Regions from separate parts of the Hordeum vulgare genome. Here region 2 is linked to region 1. The links are chromatin contacts, called in public Hi-C maps. All regions are on one chromosome and are shown on one strand. The core of a region is the stretch at or near the end of the contact, and the rest is flanking DNA. Distances in the headings are between cores, read along the strand shown.

Evidence for each region. A called contact is a pair of places that touch in the nucleus more often than the background predicts.
Region 2: a Hi-C map of leaf shows a contact between it and region 1, with 4 times the contacts expected there. The contact joins the promoter of LOC123410534 here to the promoter of LOC123407139 in region 1. A contact is called at or near these places in 3 of 6 Hi-C or Micro-C datasets (leaf and seedling) and 1 of 1 datasets of contacts at active chromatin or transcription factors (embryo).

Annotation. Positions count from the first base shown.
Region 1 is chr7H:116,736,159-116,742,652 of MorexV3_pseudomolecules_assembly, forward strand. LOC123407139 (squamosa promoter-binding-like protein 1) reads left to right here and starts at 2,092. Exons shown (of 11, transcript XM_045100207.1): 1 at 2,092-3,109; 2 at 3,188-3,360; 3 at 3,471-3,641; 4 at 3,751-3,815; 5 at 3,904-3,978; 6 at 4,068-4,175; 7 at 4,335-4,452; 8 at 4,560-4,701; 9 at 4,779-4,920; 10 at 5,012-5,629; 11 at 5,914-6,494. The coding sequence starts at 2,643. The coding sequence ends at 6,357.
Region 2 is chr7H:117,223,638-117,230,102 of MorexV3_pseudomolecules_assembly, forward strand. It overlaps LOC123410534 (SUPPRESSOR OF GAMMA RESPONSE 1-like), which reads left to right and starts at 1,512. Exons shown (of 6, transcript XM_045103483.1): 1 at 1,512-1,609; 2 at 2,694-2,835; 3 at 3,268-3,454; 4 at 3,813-4,342; 5 at 4,465-4,839; 6 at 4,935-5,412. The coding sequence starts at 1,602. The coding sequence ends at 4,991.

The DNA of each region.
Region 1 (6,494 bases), core at 842-3,341:
CCATTGCTGCCTCTTCGGTTCCTTCACCTTGTTCTGGGCCGAGTGACGAGATGCGTCCGACTAACGCAAGGTTGTCCGAGTGACTCTGAGCGGGCCGAGTGACTCTGAGCAGGCCGTGTGGCGGTCATCGAACCGAGTGAGGTCGAGGCTTCAACGGTAACATGTAGGACACTGATGTCCGTAAGGGGTCTTAGGTGGGCCTAAGGAAGCAGGTCTGTAGGCCTACCCCTAAGGTACAACCCCATCAGCACGCGGACCTTCCAACCCCGTTCGCCACTTCGACCCAGAGCAGGGGTGTAGCAAGGACGGCGACGGACCGGAGGACGACGACGGCGGTGACTACACCAACTTCTACAAGCTTCTCGACATGTAGAAGGTGGCGTCGGCAGCGGGTGGCAACGTTCAATTTTTTTAGATTATGTTTTTATTTCAATTTTGTACAAATATCAATGAAAACTATGTTTTTCCTTCAAATTTGAGTTGTCTTTGGCCGAATTTAGGCCAAGTTTGTTTCAAAAGAACGGTTGGGAGCGACTGGGAACCGAGCCCCCTATGCCGATTTTTTCGTCGGCGCGCCCCCAGACGGATAACTATAGTACTTATTATATAACACCGATTATAGAAGGCTCTATATCGGTGTGATGAGTGGCGGGCCGGGAAAATTAAATGAGGTGGGGTGGTAGTGGGGGGGGTATCTCCACTATCGTGTGATGGGACATGCAGAGATAGTAGTTAGACATGGTGTTGATATGCAACACGTTCAACCTAGTGTTACATCCGACATCGCTAAGTGGTGCAATCAGTAACGTCATATGCTGCAAGCCATAGTGACGAGATCGCCGATGGTAGTGCGGTGACCCCATCAACGGATACTGCAAGCAGCAAGCATGGCCCAACAAGCGGCGACGCCAGCTGCTACGAGTTGATGGCACACATCTATGCTATGACCGGCCAACGGCCGACGACCATGCTGCAAATTTGAACGATGTTGCTACAACTAGTGATTGGCGATGTTGCGATCAAAGTGTGACAAGGAAGTTGTGGTGCCACTACTGCTACAAGCTGGAGCGCGTTCCGGTGACTATGACATGACAACCACCACTATGAACTCAGGACGCGGTGTTCTAACGACCATTGTCGTGAGCCAAGCCAACGGTCCTGTTAGACCATCTCCAACAGCCGCACGATATAAACATCGCGCTGGAAAAATTGTGTTTTTTGCGCGCGCAGCCGCTCCGGTCGCACTATTGAAGGCAAAAAAAAGCGTGCGCGGTATAAGTGGTTCAGCGCACGGGGCGAAATGGCATCACACGCCGTTTTATTTCGTCTATCCGCTCCCGCGGCACACTCGAATGCCCGCGCCGCATCCTCTCCGACAGCGCCGCTTTCGCTCCGCCCGCGCTACTGTCGGCGAATTCGCCCGATGGACGACCGCGTGGACATCCCCTCACCCCTCCCTACACCCGCGACCTCGCCGCTGCCGCCGCGCAAACCCTAGCACGCGAAGCTTTGGCTTCGCCTCCGTCGGTGCTCCTTCAACTACCGGTCTTGCGCGTGGTCTTTTCATGGCGCCACAGACGATCTCGGCGGCAGGTGGCGTCGTGCCGGCGCCCGTCGTGAAGCCACGCGCCCCCCCTCTCGAAACTCCCAAATGTGGCGATGGAGAAGACGGGCAAGGTGTCCGGGAAGAAGAACAAGGCGGCGGACATCTCCTCTTGTTTTGATGTTTGTAATATCACCGTATTGTCAAAAATGAACATATTGCAAGCGCCGGCTATTCGCGCGCGCTGTAGTTTAGCGCGCCTGCTAGAGCGCTCGCGCACCCTATTTTTTACGGCGACCCCTGGAGCCAGCACTCTCCGGCGTGCTAAAAATCACTATTTCAACATGCCAAACTGTTTTTAAGGTGTGGGATGATTGCGCGGCTGTTGGAGATGTTCTTAGCCAAGATGCACTATTGCGGTGGGCGAGCACGCTGGGTAGTGGGGATGGGAGAGGGGTCTCGCTGGTACGAGCTGTTTTTCTTTTTTGTTGGCGAAAAAGTGTGATGGACGGTCGTCAAACGCAGCATATCGTGTGGTGTGGGAGGCACCGATCGGTCGACCGACGCCTAGTACCTGCCCTCGCCGAAGAGGGCGCGCAGGCGTTGACCCTCACAGGCGTCAGCAGAAGGAGAGCGCACGGGCTCAGCCGAAGCATCACCGGCAGCCGTCCTGCCGGCCCATCTCCACCCCCCTGAATGAAAGACAAAGGAGTGTCCTGCTCTTCCAAGGCTCAAATGGCGTGGTGTCACTGTCCTACTCCCAAGCCGAGACGAAGCCGCCAAGCGCCAGTTAAGGCGGAAGAAAAGGAGGCCTCCCCGATGCGAATACGCCGGCGCAGGGAGGTCCTGCCTGCCCAGGATACTTCGCCCCAGGTTCTGCCAATCCCCACTCTTCGCCTCCCCTTGATTCTTGACTGATTTTTCTGAGCTCACGATTCGGTTCCAAGATAGCAAGATAGTCCGGTCGCGCATGGTGGCCTGTGCATGACTAACCCGGCAGCGCTTACGCATATGTACAGTTGGGGAATTTAGTTGAAAAATTTCGAGATATTTGGCTGTTCGTGCCTAGAACAGAACAGGGGAAGGGGGGTTGGCGAGAATGTCTAGTGGGCTCAAGAACAAGAAGAAGAAGGGCCACGAGTGGGATTTGAACGACTGGAGATGGGACGGCAACCTCTTCCTGGCCGCACCGTCGTCAAACGCGGAAGCGCCGTCGGGGTGCGGCAGCAGGGAGCTCGGGCGGGCTGAGGAAGGGGGCAGTTTTGGTGCTGCTGACAAGAGCAGGAGGAGGAGGAGGAGAGTTTCCACGGTGGATAACCCCGAGGAGCCTCCACATGAAAGGATTGCTGTTCGGAGAGGACAGATCAGCGAAGAAGAGAGACCTGCGAATGCAACAGCAGGTGCATCTTCCAGCTCTGCTCCATCTTGCCTAGTCGACGGCTGCCACGCGGATCTCCGCGACGGTAGGGACTACCATAGGAGGCACAAGGTGTGTGAGGTGCACACCAAGTCGACTCTTGTTCGTATCAAAAACATAGAGCATCGGTTTTGCCAGCAGTGCAGCAGGTCAGTTAGCAATAAATTTCTTCGTATCAAGTTTTTCATGTTATGGTTTGAAGGGAAATCATTTGACATTTGTTCTAGGTTTCACCTTGTTCAAGAATTTGATGAAGGGAAGAAGAGCTGCCGCTCACGTCTAGAAAAACATAATGGGAGGAGGAGGAAAGCCCAGGCCCAGGCTGTGAGTTCCTCGAGTGAAAATCAGTCCTTAACCAATACCTTACTCCTCTTACTGAGACAACTCGCTGGACAAGATTGTAAGTTTCTCGGATTAATTCTATGTGCAGTACAGTGGTACACATTGATTGTTACCTGTCCATATGCGATCGATCCATGCTCATATAACCTCAGTGTTATGTCGTCGCAGCTGCTGCTAGCTCGTCTGAGCAAATCAATGGTCCGAATTTCTTGGTCAATCTTCTGAAGAACCTTGCTGCTGTTGCTGGCACACAGGCATGTCAAGATATGCTAAAGGATGCAACATCATCAAATGCTGGTAACTATGTTGGTAATCAAAGTGGACCACCAGTTCCTGCAGGTAAATAGCCTTTGATTAACTGATGCTGCTGCTGCTGTTGCACAAGGCAAATAAGCACACATTCTGAAATTAAATGATGTGTGCACCACTTGACATGTGTCCCCAGAAGAGCCTCCTATGAAAAGACGTGCGCGGAATTTTGATCTGAATGACACTTATGTCGAGGAAGATGAGGTACATTATTTAGGTTGATTCTCTTGGGTTTCCTGCTGACTAACTGCGTCTTAGCCACAGCATCTCTCATGCTCCAAAACATTTGCAGAGCCGAACAGATAAAATTGTCTTTAAGCTCTTTGGTAAACAGCCAAATGATTTTCCTGCTGATCTACGCACACAGGTCATTTATTGTACGCAGATTGTAAATAGTGCCTCTCTTGACAACTTTATCTCTTCTGAATTTTTGGATCAAATTGTTTTGATCTGCAGGTCCTAAACTGGCTGTCACATTATCCAAGTGACATGGAGAGCTATATTAGGCCTGGTTGTGTAATTCTAACTATTTACCTTCGTCTTCCTAACTGGATGTGGCATAAGGTAGCGCCGTGTTATATAAATACTAGTGTTTAAATAAGCTGGTTACTAGTGAACAAACTACTTACTAATTCAAATAGCAAAACCTGAACTATGAACCTTGGATAGAGAAGCATAATCTTTACTTACTATTATTTTCCTTTTGTCTGAATTTCCCTAAAGCTTAATGTCGATCCAGCTCCTTGGATAGAAAATCTTATTAGCATATCCACTCATGGTTTCTGGGAGACAGGATGGTTGTATGCTAGGGTGCAGGACCGCCTGACATTAAGCTGCAATGGTTCGTTTGCCTTATTTTTCTCTTTTTACACCTTTTTTTCCCTATTTTTATCTGTATATGTACACAACCAACAGTTTCCTATGTTTGTGGTTTCCCTTTCTTTGCAGGCAGGCTTACGTTGGTGTGTCCATGGCTACCTGTAATAGGTGACAAGCATCAGATACTGTGTGTAACTCCCATTGCGGCTTCTTGTAAGTCGACGGCAAACTTCTCAGTGAGAGGCTTCAACATAGCTCAACCAACCACAAAGTATGTACCAGGCATCACTCTGCACTGACCTGACCTTGATTTTATTTCACTGACAATAATGATGATACTCGTTCCAGATTACTTTGTATATTTGGTGGGAAATATTTAGTCCAAGAAGCAACACAAAAACTACAAGATGATACTGCGGTTCAGCAAGGGCCTCAATGTCTGGCCTTTTCTTGCTCCTTCCCTAGTACAAGTGGAAGGGGGTTCATAGAGGTGAATTATCTTCTACATTCTTTCAGTTGTCTCTCTTTATACATCCTCATTTCCCTTTTTAAATTACGTACTTTCTTGGTTCCTTTTCCAGGTTGAAGATTATGATCAGAGCAGCATTTCATTTCCCTTCGTTGTCGCTGAAGAATCTATATGTTGTGAGATTCGAATGTTGGAGGAAAAACTGAATATATTTGCATTTGCTAATGTCTTGGAAGGAAGAGAAGATCTGATGGCTTCTCGCAGCCAAGCCTTGAAGTTTCTACATGAAATAGGGTGGCTTCTTCAACGGAGCCACTCACGAGCTACATCATCCAAGGCTCCACAACAACATCGTGTTGTGGGTTTTCTTGCTGCAAGATTTAGATGGCTCCTGTCCTTTGCGGTCGATCAGGAATGGTGCGGCGTCGTAAAGATGCTGCTGGACACCTTGTTCCAGGGCAATATTGACGTCCCCTCACCAGTTGAGTTTGTCCTGGGAGAGAGTTTAGTGTTCAAGGCTGTCAACAAGCGGTCCAAGCCCTTGGTTGACTGCCTATTGAGATACACAACGAATTCTGCGCCAGTGGGCGGTGGAGCAGTGGCTACACCAGCTCGGTTCGTATTCACGCCTGACATGACTGGTCCATCAGATATTACACCTCTCCATAGTGCAGCTACCATCAGTAATGCTGCTGCTGTTTTGGATGCTCTAACTGATGATCCTCAACAGGTACTTGCACTGAACTCTCATGCTATTTTTTTTCCTGAAACGATAAATTCTCAAAAAAAGAAGAAAAACATAGTGTGTGTGCTAATATTAAACTTATTGAGTAGTCACAGCAGATTTGTACATTGGTGGTTGGATCAAAGATGGAGTTGCCTTCAACATTTTCATTTACTAATGAGAATTTGTTGCAGACATTGAAACTGTGGTTACTGAGTGGCTTCTGCTTGCAATATTTTCTCCTTGTCTTTCCTTTTCGTTCCTGAACTCACTCGGCCTAAATTTGACAGCTAGGGATCAAAGCCTGGAAGAATGCCCGCGATGCGACCGGGTACACTCCAGAGGATTACGCTCGGAGGAGAGGGCACACATCCTACATCCAGATGGTCCAGAACAAAATTAACAGGGGGTTACCTGCAGCCCATGTGTCTGTTTCCATGACCACCACTGGTATCACCGAAGAGCATGCAGATGCAGGTCGTCCGAAATCAACTGATCAGACCATATTTGATGTCGAGAAAAGCCTACCGGGATGCAGACAATGTGTCCAGCTCCAGCACATTGCCTACCGGCCCTGCCCAAACAGGTTCTTGTCGAACAGGCCTGCGGTGCTATCCTTGGTCGCCATTGCCACTGTCTGCGTCTGCGTAGGTTTGATAATGCAGAGCCCGCCGGTCGTCCGCGGTATGCCGGGTCCTTTTCTCTGGAATCGCCTCCGTTGGGGACCCACTTGAAACGCCCAATCAGCTGCAGATTCTGCTAGTCTGTACACTCGAGAGTGAGGATGCTTGTGATAGACCAAAGTGCAATCTCTGTACATTATATGAGTTGTGGAGTGCCTAACTCTGCTTAGGTAGCAGTAGTTCTATTG
Region 2 (6,465 bases), core at 262-2,761, 490 kb after region 1:
GGCTGAATAAACCCGCAGTCCATTGTTTATAGTTGAAAAATGTTTCGTTTTTTAAAAAAGCCCCTTAGGCAGTGTCGGGCTGCGCACATCCCGTCGTTACCAAGCGCTACCACTCCGGTGCATCTCACAGTCCGGGTCCGGCGTCTACGGGAGGCGCAAACGAGGGCAGCTGGATCTGGATGGAGCCGGTCCGGTGGAGGCAGATCTGGCGACGGTGGGACTTGGTACAGGCAGCGGCGTCCTGCGTTCAGTAACAAATGAGAGAGATGTTACATAAGGAGAGAGAACGAGAGGAAAAAGAAGGAACAAAGAGGAAGGCAGGAAGGTTTAGGCGGGCCGGGGTTGACGGCGCGGTTGACAAGGAGGGGGAACTCCTCGGTGGAAGTTGCTTGGGGACGAGCGAGCCGGCGGTACTGGAGGCGCTCTGAGTCGGAGGGAGAGATGAGATGTGGGGATGGGATCGATCTCCCTGGCTTAGGATTAACGAAATTAGTTGGGCCTGACCCTGAAAGTTTAGGTTGGGCCAGCTGCATGCCCTTGCAAGTTGCCCCATGCTTATGAATGGGCTATTGTTTGTTGATGTAACGTGGGCCTCTAATTTATTATAAAGTCACTGAAATCCCTTTTTTAATTAAATAGGTACTTGAATAAAATGAAGATAGATATTGGATCTGATGTTGGGCTGGTTGGACTCCCTCTCACTTTTTTTTTCTCTTCTTTAGTTAAACAGAAACTTGAATATAATAAAGATAGAGAAGAGATTTAGACCAACATACTTATGTCTCTCTCATCGGAGAAATACTGGGAGTTTAAATAAAATGCTTTGGTGACTTTTACAAACTTTACAATTGATGATTGACACATCAAGTTTTCCGTTGCAACGCACGAACATATGTGCTAGTAAAGAAAACAAAAAAACAGAATATACCCAAAAAACCACAAAATAAAACAAATGCAAAAGGAATAAAAAACAAAAAAGATGAAATCCAATAAATAAATAAATAAATAGCAAAGAAAGAAAGAAAAGATAACAAACCGGGAAAAGCCTGGAAATAAAGGATGAAAATTTATGAAAAGCAAAGGGACAACAAAGAAAACGTTGGATAACAAAGAAAAAAAACTAAAAAAAACCTGAACGAACCAACCCACCGAGCATGGCGAATGAACTAGCGAAGGAAAAACAATAATACTCCGTAGAAATGAGACGAAAGAATCACTCGCTTTATGCGAGATATAGAGTTTGCGACGCACAGAGCATCATACACCGTCCTACCCTAGCGACCGACTTGGCCTGAAGACCAAGTCAACCCCGCAGAGTAACACAGTCAAGCAGGACCCACCCGGAGCACCCGTCCCCGTGGGCCAAGACCACGCACCGCGCCCCAACCCCGACCGTCCACGCGCCATCGGACGGACGAGGACCGTCCATCCACGTCCACGCGCCGTGTCTCAGCTCAGGGTGCAGTAGTATACCGCGTGCGCCCCGTGGTCAACTCCGATTCAAAAAAACAATCCCACCACTCTCCGCTTCGGCTCCACACGCCGCCCCCCGCCGGAACCCTAGGACGTCGCCGCCCGTCGCCGGGCGCGCGGCCGCCGCCATGACCGGGTGCGTCGCCCCCCCTCGATCCGACCGCGTAGACGCTTGCCCGCGCCGCGCTCCTCCGATGGCTCGACCCGCCGCGGGGGAATGCGATCTGCCTGCCTAGGTCGGGATAGGAGGCGCCGGCTGTTTCCCTTTTCGTGCCGAGCTCCGGTGGGGTGCCCTTTAGGGTCTGGGGGCTTGCGGGATCAGTATCCCCTTGTCGCCACTAATTTTTGCGATTCAATGGATGCACGATTTGGGCGTCGGAGTCGTGGGATTTTTTACAGTTAAAAACGATCTTTCCGCCAAGGGGTTTGGATCGAAAGGCGTCTTCTTTTCTTGCTTATGAGGCTCAGTGTGAAGGACAATGGCTAGGTTATGTGAATGTAACATGTTCTTGTTTCGGATGTGCATGAAAGGCATGTTCTGGTTTGTCCTTATTATTATATAGCAAGTTAAAGACACATACGCTTCTGGTCGGAAGGAAGAGTGGAAATGTTACTTCAAAGGAGGCAGTCATCGTCTCTCTGCTGTTGTGTCCATCTTAAACATTTGGATGGCTTTCAGCATGACTAATTAAAGATCACTTTCCAACGCTTTCTTCTATTTATCCGATTAGCATCGCATGCAAAACTGACTTCAGTCATTGTTAGTGGTCGTTAGTTTGCCAGTGTCATGGTTCCTGGGTAAAAAAAATGTTTCTTTCGAACTGACTTCTGGTTAGCAGTGCTTTAATTTGGATTTACACCGTAGCGAGAAGCCAGCAGTGTAGTTGAATTTGGTCCTGTATTTTGTAAATGAGATGCTTAACCGATATTAGCACGAAAGATATTTTGAGGAACTATGCATTAGCGGTACATATTGATTGTATTTCGGTGTTCTTGCCAGATTCAAAATTAAGTTCATTTTGTACCTCTAAAAGATTGACTGGATATGTTTAATGAAGTTATCCCCTTTCTTGTGTCAGCCTTTGGTTCTTCCTTTTTGTGGTTATAATGCTGTTGATAGGTGCATAAATATGCATTGAAGTTGTGATAATGTTGTTGGAGTTGTAGAACAACTTTTCTGTATCCATCTGTCTTGACTCTACTGCTAATAATTTCTGCAGGACATCCTGGCTAATCGATAGCCAAAGAATTGCTTCGAAAATAAAAAATGTATCTGGGTCACGGGATCTCAGTAAACAAAAATGGTTGAGCAACCCAACTAAGGAGTGCCCGAATTGCAGCCACATCATTGATAACAGTGACGTAAGAGTTGTGCATTTGCATTTCTATTATGTAAAATTGAACTAGCTGTGGTGCATGTGTATATCATTTGCATTTTGTTGTTAGTATGGCTGAATGGCTGATTCATGCTTATTTTAAATGGAGGGTTAGGAAAAAAAAACTATATAATTAATGTTTGAGCGATTACTCTTATCTTTATCCAGCCTTCTGCTCATTGGTCTATGTTAATCAGGCAATCACTTCTTCCTAAAGCTGGAACAGATTCTGTTATAATTCTGTGACTTTATGATTCTCATGTTCCAGATCAAGTGTTATATGAATATATTGTTTCTAAAGTTTTTGAGTTTTCCCACTTCGGGACTATGGATAAGTATTGTTGATTAGTAATGCCCATTAAGGTTCTATAAGGTGTAATGTAAACTGCAACCCTGATTAATTAAGGTTTTTCTACAGGTTGTTCACCAGTGGCCTGGTTTGCCAAAGGGTGTAAAGTTTGATCCGTCTGATCAGGAATTGCTTGGGCATTTGCTTGCGAAACATGCCGCAGCAGGTTCTCAACCTCACCCATTCATTGAGGAATTTATTCCAACAGTTGAGGAAGCTGATGGTATCTGCTACACTCATCCACAGAAACTTCCAGGTTCCCCTCAGTTTAAATCTTTGAAGTACCCAGACATCTTCCTGTGTTTACTATCTGGTCTTTTTCAGTCAGACCCAAGGCCCAGCATTTCTACTAAATCTAGCATTATTTTCAGTGTTGGCGATAACATTATTCTTTTCATTCAATATATTACCTTTACACATATGTCACTCAGGAACATTCTACACTGGTTCAGTTCCGGTCCTTTTTTTCAAACGGGGACTTCACTTTCTTTTATAAAGCACCTATTTTATAGCTTTGGCAATAGAACTGTGCTTTTGAGAAATTTATTAATCTGTTTTTCTCTGCTCTGCTTTGGTGCTTTGCATTACTGTTGAATTGACTTCATCCTTTTCAGGTGTTAAACAAGATGGAAGTGTATCACACTTCTTCCACAGAACATTTAAAGCATATAACACTGGGACTAGGAAGCGTCGAAAGATCAACACTGGTGATCTTGCCGATGTTCGCTGGCACAAAACAGGCAAGACAAAGCCAGTAATAGTTGATGGACAGCACCTTGGCTGTAAGAAAATAATGGTGCTATATATGAGTACCGTGAAGGGTGGGAAGCCTAAGAAGACTAATTGGGTGATGCATCAATATCATCTAGGCACTGGCGAAGATGAGCAGAATGGAGAATATGTTGTCTCCAAATTATTTTTCCAGCAACAATCTAAGCCTGGAGAAAAGAGTGCACTAGAGTTAACCAACACAGATGTGATGGAAACTATAGTAGCTGAAGGATATCTCCCTGACCTCCCTGAACCAACCATGGAAGAAGAAGATGAACGGATTAGTAGTATTAGTAATCAAGAGGTTCTTCTTAATAATGAATATAATGCTGACGAGGAAGCCCTTCATAGCCATGAACATAATACTTATCAGGTAGTTGCCTATTCATACCACTTTATTTCTGTTCATTACGTTCTTACTCAAGTTGAATTAGCAAACAAAACATAGGAAGTGTTTAAGGTAACTGAATAATGAAGCCAATAACTGATATTCAGGAAAACGGAGATTGTGAAATAAACATGGAAGAAAAAGCTGCTGAAGAAAATGCCGTCTATCCATCCTCTGAAAAACCCGAGGATGGAGATAATCCCCCATCACAAGATCCAAACTTGTGGGAAGGTGATTCCCAGTTTCTGTTAGATTCTCAGCAACTGGCAGAAAATTTGGCCATTTGTGACGAGTTCCTGCAGAGCCAGACCTCGTGCGGCGATGGAGATGAACCAGGTTCGATCAAGCCTCGCCTGGCAGTTTATGCCCAATTGCCAGTAGAGGACTTGAAGAAAGATCTGCAAGAATACAAGGACTTGGGCCCTTCAGACAATGCAAATCTTGAGCCTGACAACAATGCTGAAGTTCGATTGAGCCAACTTGTAAGATTTTGATACCTTGAATTCTGACGCAGTTTTTTGACATGTTCAATTTCCCCTTTCCACCCTGTGTTTGCTAATCTGTGCCTTACTTGCAGGAATTTTCACAGGACAGCTATACGATGGGAATTTTCACAGGGCAGGCGACTGATTGAAGTCGTCTCCTTGAATGCACTGCCAGCACCTTGTGCATGAAGAAACATCCGAGTCCCTTTTTGCGAGACAATATTAGAGCAATGTGCTGCAAGCATCACCAATTGTGGTTTTCAGCTGTTTGGTGCTGTGGCTATTTACCTCGGTGAATCCGAGTTGTAACCCGCCAGCTTAACACCTTGGCGCTGTATATGAGACGCCCTGTTTATGCACTGATGAATTGCTCTCAGGCATACAAACTGTAAGTTATGAAGAAGGCCAGAAGGTGCGATGTTATGTGCTGGTTACTGTTCAGCCCTAGAACTAGCTACGCCTGGCAGCATGCGCTTGTAAATTGTAAGGATTAGCTGCCTCATTTTGGGAATCTTGAATGAATAGTAAATGATTAGCTGACGTGCTGATGAGTTTTTCTTCAGTTATAAACCCTGAATTAGTGTTGTCTACTGATGTTGCAGTGTTTCTTCAGTTATAAATCCTGAATTTGAGTTGTCTAATGATGTTACAGTATTTCTTCAATTATAAATTCTGAATTTGAGTCGTCTAATGATGTTGCATTGACAACGTTGGCCGTCATGGTACCACCTATTAAATGTAAAAAATAAATCACTTTCATGTGCTGGATTAGTACCTTGGTGAAGCTGGGCTGAGAATTTCGTGCAAGATTGATCTCGTGATAATCACATGATAGAGATGGAAACCAACCCCAACTTTCTGAACTCCCTTTCAATGTCTGGTATAATATCTGTGAGTTTTGTATGAGTCGGTGTATTGTTTCAAATTGGATTATAATTGACAGCCATGCTTGGTAGTTTCCAGTGGGTTGGATTTAGGGACTTTGTATAGAATAGCATGTATATATAGAGAGAGATAGAAATAAGTTAAGGTTTCATGTGTTGCGTCAAGCTAAAGTCTTTGAAAATTCTTTGATGTGGGAATCATTAAAATTTGGTGTTTCAACGGTTCACGGGATTTTGGAGACAGACGACAGACACAGAGTCAAGCCTCATATAAGATTTCCTCTATTTTTGTGGAATCATACAGACAAATGCAGTTGTTCCAAATGGACAAATGGAAAGAGAAAAGGGGGCTCTGATCCTGGAAAAAAATAGCTTCATAAATCACTCTATAACATACTGGCATGTGTAGTATGTGTAACATAGTATGCATCCCTGATGACGGATAGCTTTCCTCGTGTTAGGAGCCCATGACATGTATTATTCCGTCGACCACCTGTATTGTTCTTCATATGAACTTGCTGCTGTCTTGGTTGGTTTGAGAGGCATTCTCTGCATATCCAAACCCAGAGGAAAGTTTGAGTTCAAATCGTACACGATCGGAGATTTTGGATCGAATCCAAACCTGTTCTCAAACACAATAGCCTCACTAATGTTGTTTTCCAGGAAGGTTATTATACAATGAGTTTAATCCGACACCAGACAACATACGTATGGTTGTCCAATTCTTAAAGGCATCACA